3 separate regions of the Rattus norvegicus genome follow, and all the other regions are linked to region 1. Evidence: chromatin contacts called from public Hi-C data. All regions are on one chromosome and are shown on one strand. Each heading gives the region's core, a stretch centred on a gene start, on an enhancer-like site or on the middle of the called end of the contact. The rest is flanking DNA. Distances are from core to core; before and after follow the strand shown. Region 1 overlaps Rad51b (RAD51 paralog B). Region 2 has its middle 29 kb from the start of Atp5pdl1. Region 3 has its middle 52 kb from the start of Atp5pdl1.

Region 1 (2,912 bases), core at 200-2,699:
TGATCAGAGAACAATTTGCAGGGGTTGTTTTCTTCTTCCACCATGGTGGGTTGCAGGGCTCAAAGACAGATCACTGTGCATAGTAGCAGACACCTTCATCCACTGCGTCACCTCACTGACCTTTAATCCCAAATGTGAACATTGGTTCCATCCATTCAATTGCTTGCTCATTAATCCATCCCTTCATTCAGTGTAGAGCACCTATAATAGTAAACTCTTACTGTTCAGAGGATAGGAAGACCAGTTTCAGCCTTGGCCCTTCTAGAACATAAAGGCCAATTCTAATGCTCAGCTTCTCTGTTTGGAGTCTTAGAATGTCTGAATACCAAATGAAGTCTGAGTTGGCCTGGTGCTGTGCTATAGTTGACTAATAAATAGAGAACGGCCTGATAACAGAGTTCAGACACATGCAACAATTATTGTTGTGTTATGTTGTACAGCAGCTAGTAAGTAGTCAAGAAGGAGGGAGAAGTTCAAGTCCAGTAGGAGGCTCAGCAGGAAATGAATGCACTTGCTGCCAACCCCTGACAATGGCATGGGCCACCGTCACAGGATATCTGAACAAAACGAAGACAGTCTCCTTGACTAGCATTTTGATTCAGTGTGTATGCAGTACCCTGATAGACTGACTGCCTTTGTCACTGGTCACATCCACTGGTAAAGTGGCAGCTGAAATTCAGTACGATGCTGCACCAAGAATCTGCCAGCCTGGTCAAAGTAGCTCAATGTACCTTACACCTGAGGTAGTCAACTCTGTTTTCTTGGATAGCTTCTTAATGAGAACCAAATCAGATAAACTATTGCTTGGTTCCTAGGCTCACTACAGACACAAACAATTAGTCACTTCCTGGTGCAGGGATTATGTCAGAGAACCTGGCTTCTCTATACTGATCATCTGGTTTCCCTGACCCTTGGGACTGGAGTTTGGAGTAACTATTGAAGCAGTCTTCAGAAAGCTTTAACCCTTGAAACTATAGCTGTTGATCAGCAGGTGTAATAAAAAAACTATTTTTGGCCAGGGCCTCACTGCCAACAACAGTTTAAGATAACTGCCAAAATCATAATTTATCTCCCCTCCACTCAAAGAGGTAGGAAACTATAACTTGCAGGCCATCCCTGGTGTTGTAAGCAACTTGTGCTCTTTTTTTTTTTTTTTTTTTTTTTTTTTTTTTGGAGCTGGGGACCGAACCCAGGGCCTTGCGCTTGCTAGGCAAGCACTCTGCCACTGAGCTAAATCCCCAACCCCGAAACTTGTGCTCTCAAGTTAGGTCCGTCACCTCCCTTTCCTGGTTGCTCATCTGCTACCTGGGTGAAATGTCAAAAGAAACCCCATTCTGTTGGCTGTTTCAGATTTTTCGAGAAACCATTTCCTTTATGGTGATATACTTCTCTGTTGAGTTTGGTGTGATTCATCCCCGATATGAATTAGTATGAGTCGTGAAGCTGATCAAGAGAAGGCATCTAAAATTAGTCCTGGCCTTTACCAACTCATATTAAAAACCATAGTAGGAATAGAGAGAGTGTAGTCTTGGCCCTTTGCCTACTGGTAAGCATTCTTACAACAGTGAGTGTACCTGCAGTTTGTGACAAGTACTGGGGACATCTTTGTTAACGCACGTTGGCAACACATTGCTTCGGGAAGGTGTGCTTCTATGGCTGAAGTCAGATTACATTCTAGCTGTCTGGGAGAGAAAGACGTTAAAAAAATGTGTATGGACCCCAAGGGAAGAAAATGGTATACCAGGCCGCGAGTCCCACCTTCAGGGAAGGAACCTAGAAGGTGGGAAGACTCATGAGAAAAGAAATGACTCTGTTGCCCAGTCACTCTTTTCCAACTACGTGTGGCTAGAAAAGGAAACCCAGCTCCCTTGGATTGGTTGAAAAATATTGATTTTTTTTTCCCCTAACTGGAATTTGACAGGGTCAGTTCATGTCTGGGTTTTCAGCACTTAAAACAGGGCTCTTTTGTCTTGGGAGGCGGCTGGACTGGTTTCTCCTCCAGGCAGGTGCACAGAGGGCGGTTATTGTAGCTTGAAACACAAACACCGAGGCCCCGAGCTCTGATCCGCACACTCTCCGGCATGGCTCAAGGAAGTAAAATGAACAATGACTCTTGCAACAGGCAAGCACTGTAAATGCCACTCCTGAATGAAATATTTCTTAAAACTTGGTATCCGTAACTTGATCGGCTCTTAAAACTTAATTATATGTCAGGGGAAAGGAAGCCATTGGCTCCTCCAGCTGTCCAGGTTGAACAAGAGCACACAATGGACCATATCCGATTCGCAGCCATACTTAGGTAATCAGATTAATATCTCTTGAATTGAATTTACCCTTTTGATACGGACTCTTTCAGTTGGCTTGTTTCACATCTCAAATTTTGACAAAGCCGTGCGGCCTTTGAGTAAGTTCCCTGAAATCTATATGCGGGAAGCCTGTGCTCTTTGGGGCCGTTTTTGGGACGTGTACCAATTAAATCTGTTTCTGGCACACTTTTAATGGCATACTTTCCCCCCGAGTCAACAACTGCTCCAAAATCTGAGGTCATTTGTTTAATTTAAAAGCAAAGGTTATGGGACAACCATTGCAGGCTTCACAAGCCAAGTCCCTGTGGCTTTGAAAGGAGGGATGAGGAAGGGGAGGCTATATAAACTAGAGTACTTATACACAAAATAAGTTAAGTACTGTGTCTCTGTCAAGTGAGTATCAAACAGGGCTTGTCCACACCCACCCCACCAACCTCCTTTCCCTTTCTTTTCCAACCAATCCCTTTCTTCTAGAGCTTTCTCACTCCAGAGGGAGTTTCACACAGTTACTGTTGATCTCGTAGGACAAACATCTGGACTGGATTTTTGTCAGCTGGAGACGAGAGAGAACTGTAAATGATGAAGTGACTTTTTTCATCCTTATTA
Region 2 (2,700 bases), core at 179-2,678, 230 kb after region 1:
CCTGGAACTCACTGTATAGACCAGGCTTACCTTTAACTGATGACAATTCTCCTGCTTCAGCTTCCCAAGTGGTTATAGGTATGAACCACCAATCTCGGCTTCCTGCTTTCTTTAGGGCAAAAATCAAGGCCCCAGAATCCTGAACATCTTGCCCCAGTCCGGAGGCCACAAACAGTCCTTGTAGCAGAAGTCATGCTTCTACTCACAGAAGCAAGGAACGGTTCACTCCAGCAACTTTCCTCTCTGTTCTCCCTTGCACTGTTTCCCCAGTTTGTAAACAGATTTTCCTCTGAGTTACTCCACTGAGCATGTCTAGATGCCCTAGGTTTTCACAAAAAGAACCGTAGTTTCCCTTCCGAGTGTGCCTTGCTGCAGGCCAAGACTGAGCATTCTGCACCCAGTTGCTTTGGAGTTACTGGGGAGGTAAGGGGGAAGTTCTTCATTTTTCAATTTGAAGATTTTTTGTTTGCTTGATTTTCTCAACTCCAACTAACCAACTTAAAACTTAATTTCATTTTCTGCACATAGTAGACTTCCACAGATGAGTTTGAGAACTCTGAAGTGAACTTTGGAAATGGAAGTATATCCTAACACACGGGCAAGAGCGTGTGTGTGTGTGCGCACATGGATGCACATGCATACACACATACTCAAGTACACACACATGCATGCATATACACATGAACATGCACATATATACTCACAGACACACATGCCCAAGTACACAATGCATGCATAAACACACAGTCCTCAGAGGAAACATACATGCTCCAGTACACACACAGGCATGCACACATGCATGTACACACCCACATGCTCCAGTACACACACAGAGACACTTTTCTGCTCCCATCATCCACTTGACTGTGTCTTCATCACTCTCTCTACATTGTGAGGCCACTTGACTTCCTGTCTGGTTGACTGCCTGAATCTTTCTCTATCCTGCTTGCTGGGATCTCCTAGAGAAAACAAAAGGGATACTACTTCCCAGCAGGAAACAGCAGCTTCCTAGATGCTTGAAATAGACTCTGGAGGCCTCTGCTTGGAACCTTTTCTATAGAATATTCTTGCCAGGGCATTTGCCCACCCTGGAGTTCCATACGGCTGGCAGAAATACCGTCCAGCCTCCTACACCTGTCTCTGCTACTCTTCACATCCCTTTGTCCCAGCATCCTGCTGAGAACACCAGTGTTGGTGCCCTAAATCTCAGTGAATTCTTTACAGTGCCCTACTGCCTCTAAGGCACCAGAGTGTAGCTGATGTTCAAATAACCAAGTCTGGCTTGTCATCAGCATCTCAAAATCACTTGAGAAGACGTCCCCAAATGCAGACAACACTCCCACTGCGGAAGGCCTTATGGAAGCCTCTGGCAGAGCCTGAGAATCTGTATTCATAGGGCAGCGAAAAGGATTTCAATGTGGGTGTCTAAAGGAAATGCAACAGGAAATAGACAGGCCGGGCCTACATCGGTCTCAACTCTGCAAAGCCTGCCAAGGGCACTTAGAGGAAATACGTAAGCGAAAGCAAAAGCTAGAAGTGTTCAGGTACAGGCTGAGAAACAAATACAAACCATACAGGCCAGGGTTGGGGTGTGAGAGCATGGGAGACTCCCAGTGTGGCTGTTTGGCAAACCACAGCATAGGGTTCCAGGTAGACACACGGCCTGAAGCCTAAATGCTCTGTCAGTGCAAGGAGAGTCTTCTTGTGGGTATGAGACAGCCATACAGAGCAACCCAAGCAGCATGAATGTCTTTACTCTGAGGCAGGAACTCCGGCTTTCTCTTAGAGGCAGCACGTGCTGAATTCAAACACCGCTTTTGGTATATCACAGTATTAGGTGCAGGTCCCTGCGTTATGGCTCCCTCTGAGTGAATGTGAGTAAGCTATATATTTACTCTGTGCCTCAGATTCCTCACCTGGAAAGAGAGGACAACATACCTACTACAGAGGGTTCCTGTGAGGATTACAAAATCAGTAGTATGTGAGACGAGTTTCCCCTGGCCTGGTGGAGCAAGGCCCCTTGCTCCTTAGCTGTGGTCTTTGTTATCATGGAAGCTCCTCCCATCCCCCATCCCCATCCCCTATCTCCCACCCCCCCACCCCGTAGTCACTCTCTGAAGCTGTCTTTGTACAATTTAAGCACATGAAGAATCTACTTAAACTATAAACGTCCTCATTCCCAGATCCCAGAAAGCTTTTGGTTCTGTCTCTCTCTATTTCTGTCTCTGTCTGTCTGTCTGTCTCTGTGTGTCTCTGCTTCCCTGTCTCCTTTTTTCTAAAAGCCCTTGCAGCCTGCATTTTAGGATAGGCATCCCGATCATCCCGACTCTCCAATGACCCCTCCTGTGGACACTTGTGTCACTCCAGGGATATAGAAAGAGCTGCTCAGCAGATGGGGGCCAGACCTTTGCAACTGAAAATTCTCCTTTAAAGTTCTGAAGCTCTGTCCCAGGCAGGCCGCGAGGCTGTGTGATCTACAAGGTGAGACAGGGAGTTTTGAGGCTGGAGTCAAAGGAAAGAGAAACGTAGCTATGCAGACTCCCAGACAGCAGCCAGTTAACCCTGCCCTTTCCAAGCCTGCTGTGGGACTTTACAAGGGCCTCATCTCCGAGTAGTTATGCCTCAGTTTCTCCTGCAGGGATGTTGTGGCACATGGGAAACTTAACTCCTTTTCCATGCTCTAGAATGTCAAGAGCAATA
Region 3 (2,700 bases), core at 44-2,543, 260 kb after region 1:
ACGAGCTAAAGGCCAATAGTCCTGCTCTCTCCAATCACTGACCTGGTTTCCTTTCACCTCTTCTGGCTGGGCTGTTAGTGGATGTCACTCAAAGCAGGTTCATTCATTTAAAAAGCTACTGGGAACAAGCCTCTTTCCTCTCCTATACAGATGCTTCTCACTGCGTCAGACAGCCTTCACTACAGTTCCCAGCGTCCTCCCCATTTCTCCTAAGCTGGCCTTCTCCACAGGTCCCTCCTCTCCCCCCAATATCTGGATCTTAGTCCGCTGTCAACTGTCCTTATTTCCGTCCAAATCCTTTCATTCTTGGAGTTGTGTTTGAAGCCTCCCTCCACGAGACACCTCCCTGTCCCTTCTAGCACATCCATGAATCCTTCTCACACTTTATGTCCCATGAGGTTAAGGTCTTGTGTCTTACGTTTGGCCCAGGGATGACATGTATGTGCTTTTTGTAAAGCATTTGTAATCTCTCCTTCCTGAATAAAACTTACAGAAGAGACCTTAATCCATTTTCCAATGACGGAGAAGGGAGACTCATAACTTACCCAAGTTGGAAGTCTGAGCTTGGCAGAGTTGGGTATGACACTCATAACCAATCACCTCCACCCAATCCAGGACCTGCCCACAACCTGCTGCTGTCTCCCTCCACGGAGCTATGCCACCCCCGGGGCACTCAGCTGTCAGGAAGGGCAACCACAGGGCATTCTCATCAACAGGGCAAATGGTGCCTTTCCCTTTACCAGCAGGACGAGACGGGCTGCTGCATCGCCTCTGCCCCTCTGGGCTCTGTGCGTTGCTCGACTTCTTTGCATTTTAAGATCCACCAGGCAAAACAAGTAATGAACGGGAACTGGGGAGAGGGGGGTCACTTGGATTTTCTCAGACCAGCTTTAACTCCCTGCTGGCTGCATGTGAGTCCCTCCCTTTTCTTCAAAGTGAGCAAGCCCCAAGCCCGCTCCCCGTGGCAGGGAGGCTGGCTCCTTTTGCAGGCAGCCCTTTCCATTTCAGAGCCTCCTGACACTGCTCTCCCTCAGAAGCTGCCGCAAAGCCCCAGGCAGAGGCTGGTAGGGGCAGAGGAAGCCAGCAACCAAGGCACTTCAGAAATCCGTGGGACCAAACAAGACAACCTGGGAACTGAAGAGCAGGGAGGACCAGAGCAGCCAGCGAGACCCCCTAACTTGAAGTAAACACCCTGACTCGATGTCAGTCTAACAGCACAGAGCAAACATTCCTTCCCCCCTCCCTCCCTCATTGTCCTGCTCAAGCAAGGAAGAAAAACAGAATAATGAGCCACGTTGGACAGTGTCACCAGAGCAGCCAGGAAGACGTGGGCAGATGCCTGGCCAGGCCACTGACTTTCTCTGTTTCTGGGAGAGATTTTATAAATATTCGGGGAGTTTGATCTGAGGTTGGTGGGGAGGCAGAAGAGCTGAGGGAGGGGGAGATAACTCAGTCCCCGGGGGTTCTTGGCCCTCTCGGAGGCCTGCTTTTCATTAGTGTTACCAAGACAACGGCTCATCTGCTGCAGAGCTCACCACAGCCTGCAAAGCACCCTCAGCACGCTCTGCTTCCTGCTTTGCTAGTGAATCTCCATGGCAAATCCACCTCCCTCCAGGACTCTGCCCTTTAGTCATGCTCTCCGAGCCTGGGCAAGAGAGGATCACTAAACGGGGACAGGAAAGCGCTATGGCGACTTTCTGAGGCTAAAATGGACAGGCAGAGCTGTGACGGTCCCGTTACCAGGGTGGTAATTTGCCTAGCATTGTTCAAAAGTAGAGTCAGGAGCCTTTGAGTAGGTACAAGACCCTACAGCAACATCCTGGTTCCAGTGTCTTTCTGTGCAGCCCAATCTTTACTCACACACCCCCACCCACCCATACAGCCACCTTTCCCCTCCACATATACTTTGATTTGATTTTCTTACTAAGGCAAACACATCTAAGAACAGCCTTCCTGGTCATTGTATGGATAAGTTCCAGATGCTCATGTAAGTATGAGTCCACAGGTGGATTGAACCTAGGTGTCCAGTGGGTTGCAGAAGGGCTCTCAGGGGAGAGGGAGGGAAGAGACTCAGCGGGCAAAGCAGTATTTGAATAAGCAAGTCAACCCCAAGAGAACAGCCTGAGGTCAGGTAGGGAATGTAGGCCCATTGCTATAACCTCTATGGATGGCTAGTTACTGGATAAAAAGTCAGCTCCCTCTAGCTGTGAGCTCCACGGGGCCAGCAGCCAGGGAGTCCCACTCTTGGGCTGCATGCCAGCATCCAGCAGGGTGCCTGTACCCAGGAGGCCTCTTAACATGGGTTGTCAGAGAAACAGTTCTACAGAAGCAAAGGAGGGGAAGAGAGTCATAAAGATGCTTCTGGGACTGGGGCAGAGTTTTTTGGGGGGGTCATCTTCCTAGCCTAGTTTTGTGCTTTGGGGAAAAGCTGGACCCCAGGTCTCTCCTAGCCCCTCCTTATTGTGGAATGCAGATTACCCCAACCCTCTTGCAAGGTCTGGACTCTGAAATCCAGAGCTAGCGCTGGGGAAATGAAGACTCTGGACTCTCTCTTTCTCCAGTTCTCTTAAATGAAATAGGACCAGGAACTCTAGTCATTAGGGCTCACACAAAGCATTCCCTTGCCTTTATATATATATAATGTATATATAATATAATTTATAGTATATATAATAAATTTATATAATATTAATATATAGT

The links. Hi-C and Micro-C count contacts between places; a contact is called where the count stands out from the background.
Region 2: a Hi-C map of mammary epithelial cells shows a contact between it and region 1, with 2.5 times the contacts expected there. The contact joins two enhancer-like sites. A contact is called at or near these places in 1 of 12 Hi-C or Micro-C datasets (mammary epithelial cells) and 1 of 1 datasets of contacts at active chromatin or transcription factors (oligodendrocytes).
Region 3: a Hi-C map of mammary epithelial cells shows a contact between it and region 1, with 1.6 times the contacts expected there. The contact joins two enhancer-like sites. A contact is called at or near these places in 1 of 12 Hi-C or Micro-C datasets (mammary epithelial cells) and 1 of 1 datasets of contacts at active chromatin or transcription factors (oligodendrocytes).

What each region holds. Positions count from the first base shown.
Region 1 is chr6:104,224,507-104,227,418 of GRCr8, forward strand. The region is part of intron 8 of Rad51b (RAD51 paralog B); the gene reads left to right. Among named protein-coding and RNA genes, the nearest start is that of Atp5pdl1, 200 kb to the right of the region's middle. Within about 2 kb of position 1,450, at least 10 of the 93 cell types and tissues checked have an H3K27ac peak or open chromatin away from gene starts, as enhancers often do.
Region 2 is chr6:104,457,838-104,460,537 of GRCr8, forward strand. No RefSeq gene overlaps it. Among named protein-coding and RNA genes, the nearest start is that of Atp5pdl1, 29 kb to the left of the region's middle. Within about 2 kb of position 1,429, at least 12 of the 93 cell types and tissues checked have an H3K27ac peak or open chromatin away from gene starts, as enhancers often do.
Region 3 is chr6:104,480,483-104,483,182 of GRCr8, forward strand. No RefSeq gene overlaps it. Among named protein-coding and RNA genes, the nearest start is that of Atp5pdl1, 52 kb to the left of the region's middle. Within about 2 kb of position 1,294, at least 56 of the 93 cell types and tissues checked have an H3K27ac peak or open chromatin away from gene starts, as enhancers often do.